2 separate regions of the Pan troglodytes genome follow, and region 2 is linked to region 1. A link is a contact called in public Hi-C data. All regions are on one chromosome and are shown on one strand. The core of a region is the stretch at or near the end of the contact, and the rest is flanking DNA. Distances in the headings are between cores, read along the strand shown. Region 1 overlaps ZNF827 (zinc finger protein 827). Region 2 holds the start of ZNF827 (zinc finger protein 827).

Region 1 (4,382 bases), core at 541-3,040:
AGACAGGGGTCACTGTTGGTTAAGACTTCAAGTCACTGGAATGTGAAAGTGTATGCTATGGGGGAAGAATCAGAGCTGTGTGACCTCTTTGAATTTATCAGAAAACAACAAATGGATTACTCTGCATCATTTAACACAGGAAGGAGAGTTCAAATATACAAAAAATGTGTTCACTTGAACATCCTTTATAAAAATATTCAGCTTTTATAATAGCAAATAGTACAATCTTACTAGACCTCTCATCTGCATAGGAGGTACTGCACTATCTCTGCAAAGTTTAGGAAGACGGAGCTATGATAAGAATGTAATGATTGCATTATGCTTTATTTATAACAAATCATGTTACCTTGAACTTCCAATGTGCTTTGAATTAACATCAAAGAAAAGAATTTTTAACCCCACCAACTGGTAAGTACAGGAATTTCAACTGTTCTGATATAACGACTAAGTAAATCACTGTTAATTTCTTACTTTCCAACCCACTAGTCAACCAGAAACACAGTCAGAACTGCTGATGAAATTACAGGTCTTAAAGGAGTCTCTCTAATGCATTTCTTGCTTTCATTCTCCAAGCACAGCAAGTTCCAAACTAAAAACAGCTTTTGATTCATATTAGCATTTTAAATATCGTTTCTAAAAATTATGCTTAAGAGGTAATGAACTAAGGATGGGATATGACTTGACAAGTATTATTATTGATATTACCTTTTTTTTCCATGTTCTGAAAGTCCTATCTTTGAATTGAAAAGACATTATGTTTTTACCTGTTTCAGAGAGGACAGGGCAGATAGGAGATGACGTGGAAGAAAATCCAGACTATATGAATTTCAAATTATAAGCTATTTTCCCTACATTTAATATGCTGAGATTACATTTAGATGCTAGTAAAGAATGATTCATTAATCTTAAGAACAGATTAATTATTGTAATATTCCATTATAAAATTCTCTATCCATAAAATCTCTTATTGCCACTCTATTGGTAATTACTTCAAGTGCCATCTCAAATGCTTATGAAGTTAAGAAAAATATTTGTAATGGTGCTTAAAGAGTGTAGTATAAATACACACAAAATGCCAGGTCCTCTATTAGGAAAGAATAGATATTTTGATCAGTTAGCAGAAGACCTTTGAACACCATTAGAACCCATTTAAAATTATGGCCTATATCACCTTAGAAAGCAGCAGTGGTTTCCAACAATTTGCAGTGATAGTCAGGAAAAGGTTGTATTTAATAAGATAGGTACACAGCTAATATACACAAACAAACTCACACACAACACAGGAATTTAAGCCAAGTAATCTGATCGTTCTTTGAATTCACAGCAATAATGCGATATTGCTGCCATTGGGTTAATTATAACCCATGCAGGAAGCAGTCCAGTTGGCCTGCAAGTGAAACTATCAGAATGTGAATATTTTAGAATAAATCAAGTACCTGAGAGTTTCATGAGAAGTTCAGAGGCTGCTTTGACTGACACATCCCGCCTTAGCACACTTCCCTTCCCTTCCTGGGGCTTTAGTGCATCCTCAGAGACGCCTGGGGCTGACACTTCAGATTCCGGGCTGAACACATAGCTGGACCGAGGCAAAGTCGTGCTTAGGGACTCCCCTTCCTTAGGCTCCTCTTTCACTTTAAAATTAAGATTCATGGGCTCCTTCTGATTTGCAGCTGTCAAAAGAAAAAAAGGGATTATATATACATAAAAGGCCACTCCCCTCCTTAGCTGCCCTGGTACTTCACGAAGTATGGAATGCACAATCACACTGTGCTAACAACCGGAGGGATCACAACCTCATCAGAACAGGCTGGGCCCTGGGCAGAACCACACAATACACTCCATGGGCCTACAACTCTGAGGAGTGTGGGCTTCTGAATCTTTTGAACCTATAATATTTTAAGAAGTGCTACCTCTACAAAGTTTCTGGGCATTTTCTCTTTGGTTTCCCTAGACGTCTTGTTTCCTGTGTATGCCATTGCCTCCCTGACTTATTAGCACTCTCCCCACCTAATCCTATTATGAAATAATGCTTTCAGGCAATTATTCTGCCATAAGATATTGAATACAAACATGAGTCAGAGGCAGTACCCAAAGCAAAAACCTGGGGTGCAATGGTAAGGTGAGGATGGAGAATTTGCCAAACAGAAAAGCTCAGACTAGAGAGAGACCACTCTTGCCTCATTAAAAGACGACACTACTGATCCATAAACAGTGGGGCATTTACTTAGCACTGTTCTTCTGATTATGGTGATAAATCCATGTCTGTAGTCCAAGTCATCACTGAGTCCAAAATGGCCTTTTTTTTTTTAAAGAACAGTTTTTATTTTGGAATAATTTTAGATTTACAGAGAAGTTGCAAAGATGGTTCCAAGAGTTCCCATATATCCTTCACCCAGAATTCCCTAATGTTAGCATCTTACATAACCATGGTACATTTGTCAGAACTAAGAAATTCACATTACTATGAGCTAAACTCTAGATTTTATTCAGATTTCACCAGTTTTTCCACTAATGTCCTTTTTCCATTTTTAGCATGGTTGGTTGCTGTGGAGTGTGTGGTCAGGATAGAGCTAACTGGCCTATTATGGGATGGATTCTGTGGCTCAGCCACACTGTACCAGGCCTTCCCCACTGGGCTACATACTACCCAGGAAAGACCACAAAGGAAGAGACAAGCACCCTCTTCCTACTACTCTTCACTTTCACAGGCATCTCACTCCCTTTAAGAGTCCATGAGGTAGGAACTTAGGATTGATTACACTGATTGTGTCCATCTTTTGAGAAAGAGGATCTCATCCTAATACAGGATTCTTAGAAACACTTATTAGAATGAGCCTTAAGTCCATTCCATCTTAACAGACAAAAAGATAAAAATAAATCCCCAAAGCAAACATCTATCACCCCTTACCTACCACCTACTCCAAGCCAATACTCAAGCACAAAGTCTGTTTTCCATCTCATACCCCTGTAAGAATATGCATTCTGGAATCACAAGTTCACACAGACCAGCATATTTGGAAACTGAACCCCAGAAGCCCAAACAACTATCTGGAAGTTTCACTACCAGAAAGATGCAGAGCTGGGACCAGAACCTAAGTCCATGGGCTTCCCCTGCTGTGTCCCTTACCTGCCTCCACCGCACCACCTCCACTTCTGGTCTGTGTATTGTAACAAAACTTGAAAATACTTGACCTTCCAATCGGCTCAAATACTACCTGCTCAGTGAGGTCTACTCTGATCATCCTGTTCAAAACTGTAATCACCACCTTCACAGTCCTCCCAACCTCTCTTACCCTGATCTAACTTTCATTTTTCCCTCCAAATACTTATTACCTAATAACCTACTGTTATGGACTCAATTGTGTCCCTTCATATGTTGAAGCCCTAACCTGCCAGTGTGGAATATACCTGGAGGTAGGACCTCGAAGGAGGTAATTAAGGTTAAATGAGGTCATAAGAGTGGAGCCCTAATGCATTGTGACTGGTTCCATTAAAGAACCAGAAGAATAAGAAGAGAGAGAGAGAGAGACACCAGGGATGCACGCACACAGAGGAAAGTCTGCACGAGGACACAGTGAGAAGGCGGCCGTCTGCAAGACAAGGAGAGAGGCCTCAGGAGAAACCAAACCTGCTGACACCTTGATATTAGGCTTCCAGCCTCCAGAACAGAGAAATAAATCTGTTATTTAAGTCATCCAGTCTGTGGCATTTTGTTATGCAGTATTTAGTTTAACAGACTAATCACATGCTATATGGTTTTTAAAATTTATTATGTTAACAATTTATGGCTGGGTGCGGTGGCTCATGCTTGTAATCCCAGCACTTTCGGAGGCTGAAGCAGGCAGATCACTTGAGGTCAGGAGTTTGAGACCAGCCTGGCCAACATGGTGAAACCCCATCTCTACTAAAAATACAAATAAGCCAGACGTGGTGGCATGCACCTATAATCCCAGCTACTCGGGAGACTGAGGTAGGAGAATCGCTTGAACCCAGGAGGCAGAGGTTGTGGTGAGCCAAGATCATGCCACTGCACACCAGCCTGGGTGACGGAGCGAGATTCTGTCTCAAAAAACAAAAAAACAAAAACAAAAACAAAACAAGGTAGGCTTCATGAAGGCAACAATTTTTTTTTCTTTTCTTTTTTTTTTTTTGTTTGAGATGCTTTGTCACCCAGGCTGGAGTGCAGTGGCACAATCTCGGCTCACCACAACCTCTGCCTCCTGGGTTCAAGCAATTCTCCTGCCTCAGCCTCCCAAGTAGCTAGGACTACAGGCGCCCGCCACCACGCCCAGCTAATTTTTTGTATTTTTAGTAGAGATGGGGTTTCACCATGTTAGCCAGGATGGTCTCGGCTTCCTGACCTCGTGATCCACCCGCTTTGG
Region 2 (4,382 bases), core at 1,082-3,581, 68 kb after region 1:
CCCTCCCGGTCCCCTGGGCAGGCACCGCCGCGGTTATTTCGCGAGGGGGAGATCGATCGCCCTGCCTGTCTGCAGCGGAAACGCACACGCTCACACACAGCCCGAGCCCGAGACACCATAACCTTAACCCTTCCCCCACCCTCCGTGAACTTCAGGTGACCGACCACGTCGGCCTGACACCCGGGCGGGCGGGCGCTCCGGCTCCACTCCCGCCCCCAGCCCGGGTTTTGCAGGATCGGGCTCCGAGCAGCGCCAAACCGCCAGGAGAGGGGAGTAGTGTGGGGGGAGAGAAGAGAAATTGACCCTCCGTCTCCCCCGACCCCTCCCTCCGGCGCCTCCCGCGTCCCCTCCTCCCCGTCACCCCGCCCCACGCCTTCTCCCCTGCCCCCTCTTCCCTGCATTCAAGGAGCCGGGCGGCCCCGGGGGATATTTTTAGTTGCTTCTTTCTCCTTCACTTTTAGCTTTAGCAGCATCTCGAAACACTCAAAGCGGAGAAAGACTGGGGGGTTGGGGGGAGCTGGAGAGGGAGTGGGGGAAAAGTTAAGAGTCGCGCAAAGAAAAGCCGGAGGGCGGGCGGAGAGGGACCGGGGGCGCGGGTGGAGGAGGGGAAGGGGACCGGGCCGTGCCGGCGGGTGTGTGTCTCCAGTTGGCGTGTGTGGCTGCCGCCGGGGAGGGCTGTGATGCACTTTAGTCCTGGACTCTGCTCAGGCTCGCCAAGGAGGGGGTCTGAGAGCCCGAGTCTCGCCCGGCTCCGTCTGCTCCGACTGACCCCGCATTTTATTGCGGCCAGGAGCCCTGCTCCTCCCTCCCCTCCGCTCTGCAGGGACCTCGCGCGCCGCGAGCCGCCCTGCCTCCTGCCTTCGCCTCGGCGCAGCTCCCGCACCCCACATCCGCCCGCCGCTGCCCGGCCTCGCCCCCCGCCCGGCCGCCCCGCGCCCCGGCGCGCCCCCTCGCCTCGGCGCCGCGGGAGCAGCCGCCCGGCGGCGCGTGTGTACCCGTGTGTTTGTGTGCGGTGCCCCTACACCCTCCCCAGCCGCTCCCGCCTCGCCCGCCCCCGACTCCCCTCCTCCGCCGCCGCCTCCTCCACCTCCGCCTCCTCCTGCTCCAGCCGCCGCCGCCGCTGCCGCCGGCGGCTCGGGGGCCGACCAACCCCGGCGCAACCTTTAGCCAGGGACGGACCTCTCCCTGGATCCTGTACCCGGCGGCTGCTGCGCGCCCTCTCCCTGACACCCCCAAACGCCATGTCACGGCCCCCAGCCCTCCGCGCGCCCCGACCCCCGCACCCTCAGGCGCCGGAATCCACAAGGAATTTTTTTTTTTAAGATTCCAACCTCTCCCACCTCCCCCCACCAAACCCCCGATAAAACCCCCGGCATCCACACTACTCCCCTCCTCCCTTCTCTTGCCCCCTCCCCCCAGCAACCCAGAGTGAGGAGGGGGAAGGGGAGGGAAAGGGAAAAAAAAGCCCAATCTCAAGGAAAAAAAGAGGGGGGGGGTGAGAGAAAGAAAGAAAAAGAGAGAGAGAATAGAAAGGGCACGGGGCTGATCATCACCAACATGGCTGCCTCAGCATAGACCTAAACGAGGAGTAACCCGGGCTGTGTCTTTGTTAGTTTCACCTCTGTAACCCTAAACTAATGCAGAAAACAACGGAGGAGGCTGCGGAGGGGAAAGAGGAGAGGGAGGGCGAGAAAATGGCACGAGAGGAGGTGGAGAAGGGATGACTTACGTGAGGGAAGGCGCTTGGGCTGCTCCTGCTTCCTCCTGGGCATTTTCCCCCTTTTCTCACATTCTCCTCCTTGGTTAATGTGAGATCAAATAAACCCCCGTGGGGGCAGAGAGGCAGACACTGGCAGGAGCGGGGAGGTAGTTGGGGGGCGGGCGGGCGGGCAGGGGGAAACCCCTTCTCCGGTGTGTGCAATGGGTTGAAGCTTGTTTCCTGGAGCCAGAAGAGGGGTTTTCTTCTTTTCTTTCCTTTCTTTTTTCCTTTTTTTTTTTTTTAAATTTTTGGTCGTGCACCTGGCTTGTCCCCGAGCGTAATATTCTTCAATGGAAACGGATCTAATAGGTGTGAGTGTGTGTGTGTCCTATGCTCGCGTGTGTGATGGGAGGTATAAATAAATGAGTGCCAGTGCGGCGGTGTCTATGGCCGCGCTCTGTGTCTCCGAGCCCCTAACACTAATGTCGGGATCAAAGGGCAGCGGCGGCGGCAGCACAGCTCACAGCTCGCTCTCTTGCTCTCTCTCTCTCTTTCTCGCTCTCTCTCCTCTCGCGCTCTCTCTCTCGCTCTCTGTCACACACACACACTCACACACACACAGAGGCACAGACTGAGGGAAAGAGCGAGAGCTACACACACACACGCACGCACACACACACACAGAGCAAAGAGGAAGGTGCCCCAAGGCTCCCAGGGCGGACTCAGCCTCGGATTTACAACCGCTCTGTCTGGAAAGAATGGGGGGCGCGCGTGCGGGGGTGGGATGGAGTTCTTCAAATTTATCCCGCTAGTCACCAAATCTAGGGGGAAAAAAGTTTTTCCCACTCTTTAAACAACGATTAGTTCATTATTTTACTGATTTTTAAAAAGGAAATAAATTTCTCTCTTAACTTTCTTTTGTTTATTAAGCTACATTTTGTTCTGTATGAAATTCTGCAGGCTTTTGTCCCTACCCCATCACCTTAAATCTGGAGGTTATCGTCTCCCACACACTCTTCAAAAACATTCCAAAAAAACTAATTTAAAAAAAATGAAAAGACAACATATGGTGAATCAATAACTTGGTTGACAGTTGACAGAATAAGTGCCCAGTTTTGGAGTGTCCACTGGAGTTAAAACTGAAAAATGCTCCTAAATGAACATTACAGCTACTTGACAAAGAGAGGAAAATAAGATTAGGTCACCCCTGATGGTTGCTTTAACTGCTACGTGATACTCCTAGAGTGCACACAGCAATCTTTACTTCGGAAATTCACTTTTTCCCCTGCTATATACTGCAGGTATATGAAGTTTACCCTGAAGCAATTCCAGTGTGCATTATGAGCCCAATATAGCAGTTTTCATTAACTGATACATACTTTCATTACCTTACAAATCACACATCTTTCTTCAAAGAGAGACATAAAGAAGGAAAATAGAAAAGGACGGGTCTCACTCGAACACAAAAGGTACTTGGTGAAAGAGGACTGTTCTCTTTGTGACTTGCAGTCATTTGGATAAAAGTTCACTCAGAGGTTGTTAATGATTTAAACTCCAAAACCTGCTACTATAATTGAAATAAAAATGGTCTGAAGAAGAGTTGTTTCATAAAACTCTCTTTGTAAGAGGAAACTTTGAACTTAGCAGAATACATTATATGTCATGAGTCAGATGTAGCTAAAAAATAAAAAGGTGCATTATTTAACTACATCTTCCCTTTTTAGCTTTTTTAAAACTCTGACTCATCATCTTATTATGTTAAATATTTTCCTACCAATTTTTAAATAGACCTTTTCATCAAAGAAAGTGGAGGCACAGTAAAGACATAGAACATTAAAATGACACTCTATAAGCCTACATGGATAACTCATGCCTCTTTGAGGTTGAGTTAATTCTTACAACTTCAGTGGTGTTAAAGAGAGCCATGGGGGTTAAATTCTGACCTGCCTTATTAAAAATAATAATAAGGCTTTATATTGCACACTTTTATAAGTGAAGCTTAAAGAGTGCTGTATCTCCCAAAAGATGTCTTTCACTGATAGAGAAATCTCACGTTCAACCCCTCCCTGCCAACTCCCCCCAAAAGATCTAGCTTCCCAGTAACAAGTAATGCTATTGAAAGCGAGGTTTGAAACACCTGCATGAATTCAATCTAAAACCAAAACAGAGAGCAGTCAAGTTTAAAATGGAGCATCCTGTAATCCCAGCACTTTGGGAGGCGGAAGTGGGCAGATCACGAGGTCAAGAGATCCAGACCATCCTGGCCAACATGGTGAAACCCCGTCTCTACTAAAAATACAAAAATTAGCTGGGCGTAGTGGCACACTCCTGTAGTCCCAGCTACTTGGGAGACTGAGGCAGGAGAATCACTTGAACCTGGGAGGCGGAGGTTGCAATGAGCCGAGATCGGGCCACTGCACTCCAGCCTGGCGACAGAGCGAGACTCCATCTCAAAAAAAAAAAAAAAAAAAGGAGCATCATCCTTAAACCAGTTCTTCCTCGAGTGTTGGTTTTAAAAAACTGGTAGTTAGGTTGCCCTGCATTATAATTTGAAATATAACTATCTTTCCACTCAGGTCAAATTCAATTTGCCATAATTTTGACTATTGTCGGTGACATTGGACTTGAAATTAATATATTAATGATAAATTAGAGCCCATCCTTTCCAAGTAGACCAACGCCC

The links. A called contact is a pair of places that touch in the nucleus more often than the background predicts.
Region 2: a contact with region 1 is called in a Hi-C map of stem cell-derived neural progenitor cells, with 2.3 times the contacts expected there. The contact joins the promoter of ZNF827 here to the enhancer-like site in region 1. A contact is called at or near these places in 1 of 7 Hi-C or Micro-C datasets (stem cell-derived neural progenitor cells) and 1 of 1 datasets of contacts at active chromatin or transcription factors (stem cell-derived excitatory neurons).

What each region holds. Positions count from the first base shown.
Region 1 is chr3:147,657,626-147,662,007 of NHGRI_mPanTro3-v2.0_pri, forward strand. ZNF827 (zinc finger protein 827) reads right to left here. Exons shown (of 14, transcript XM_016952308.4): 5 at 1,437-1,670. Among named protein-coding and RNA genes, the nearest start is that of ZNF827, 68 kb to the right of the region's middle. Within about 2 kb of position 1,791, at least 2 of the 24 cell types and tissues checked have an H3K27ac peak or open chromatin away from gene starts, as enhancers often do. A contact at or near this core is called in stem cell-derived neural progenitor cells, where this site is marked.
Region 2 is chr3:147,725,413-147,729,794 of NHGRI_mPanTro3-v2.0_pri, forward strand. ZNF827 (zinc finger protein 827) reads right to left here and starts at 2,332. Exons shown (of 14, transcript XM_016952308.4): 1 at 1,730-2,332. The coding sequence starts at 1,772.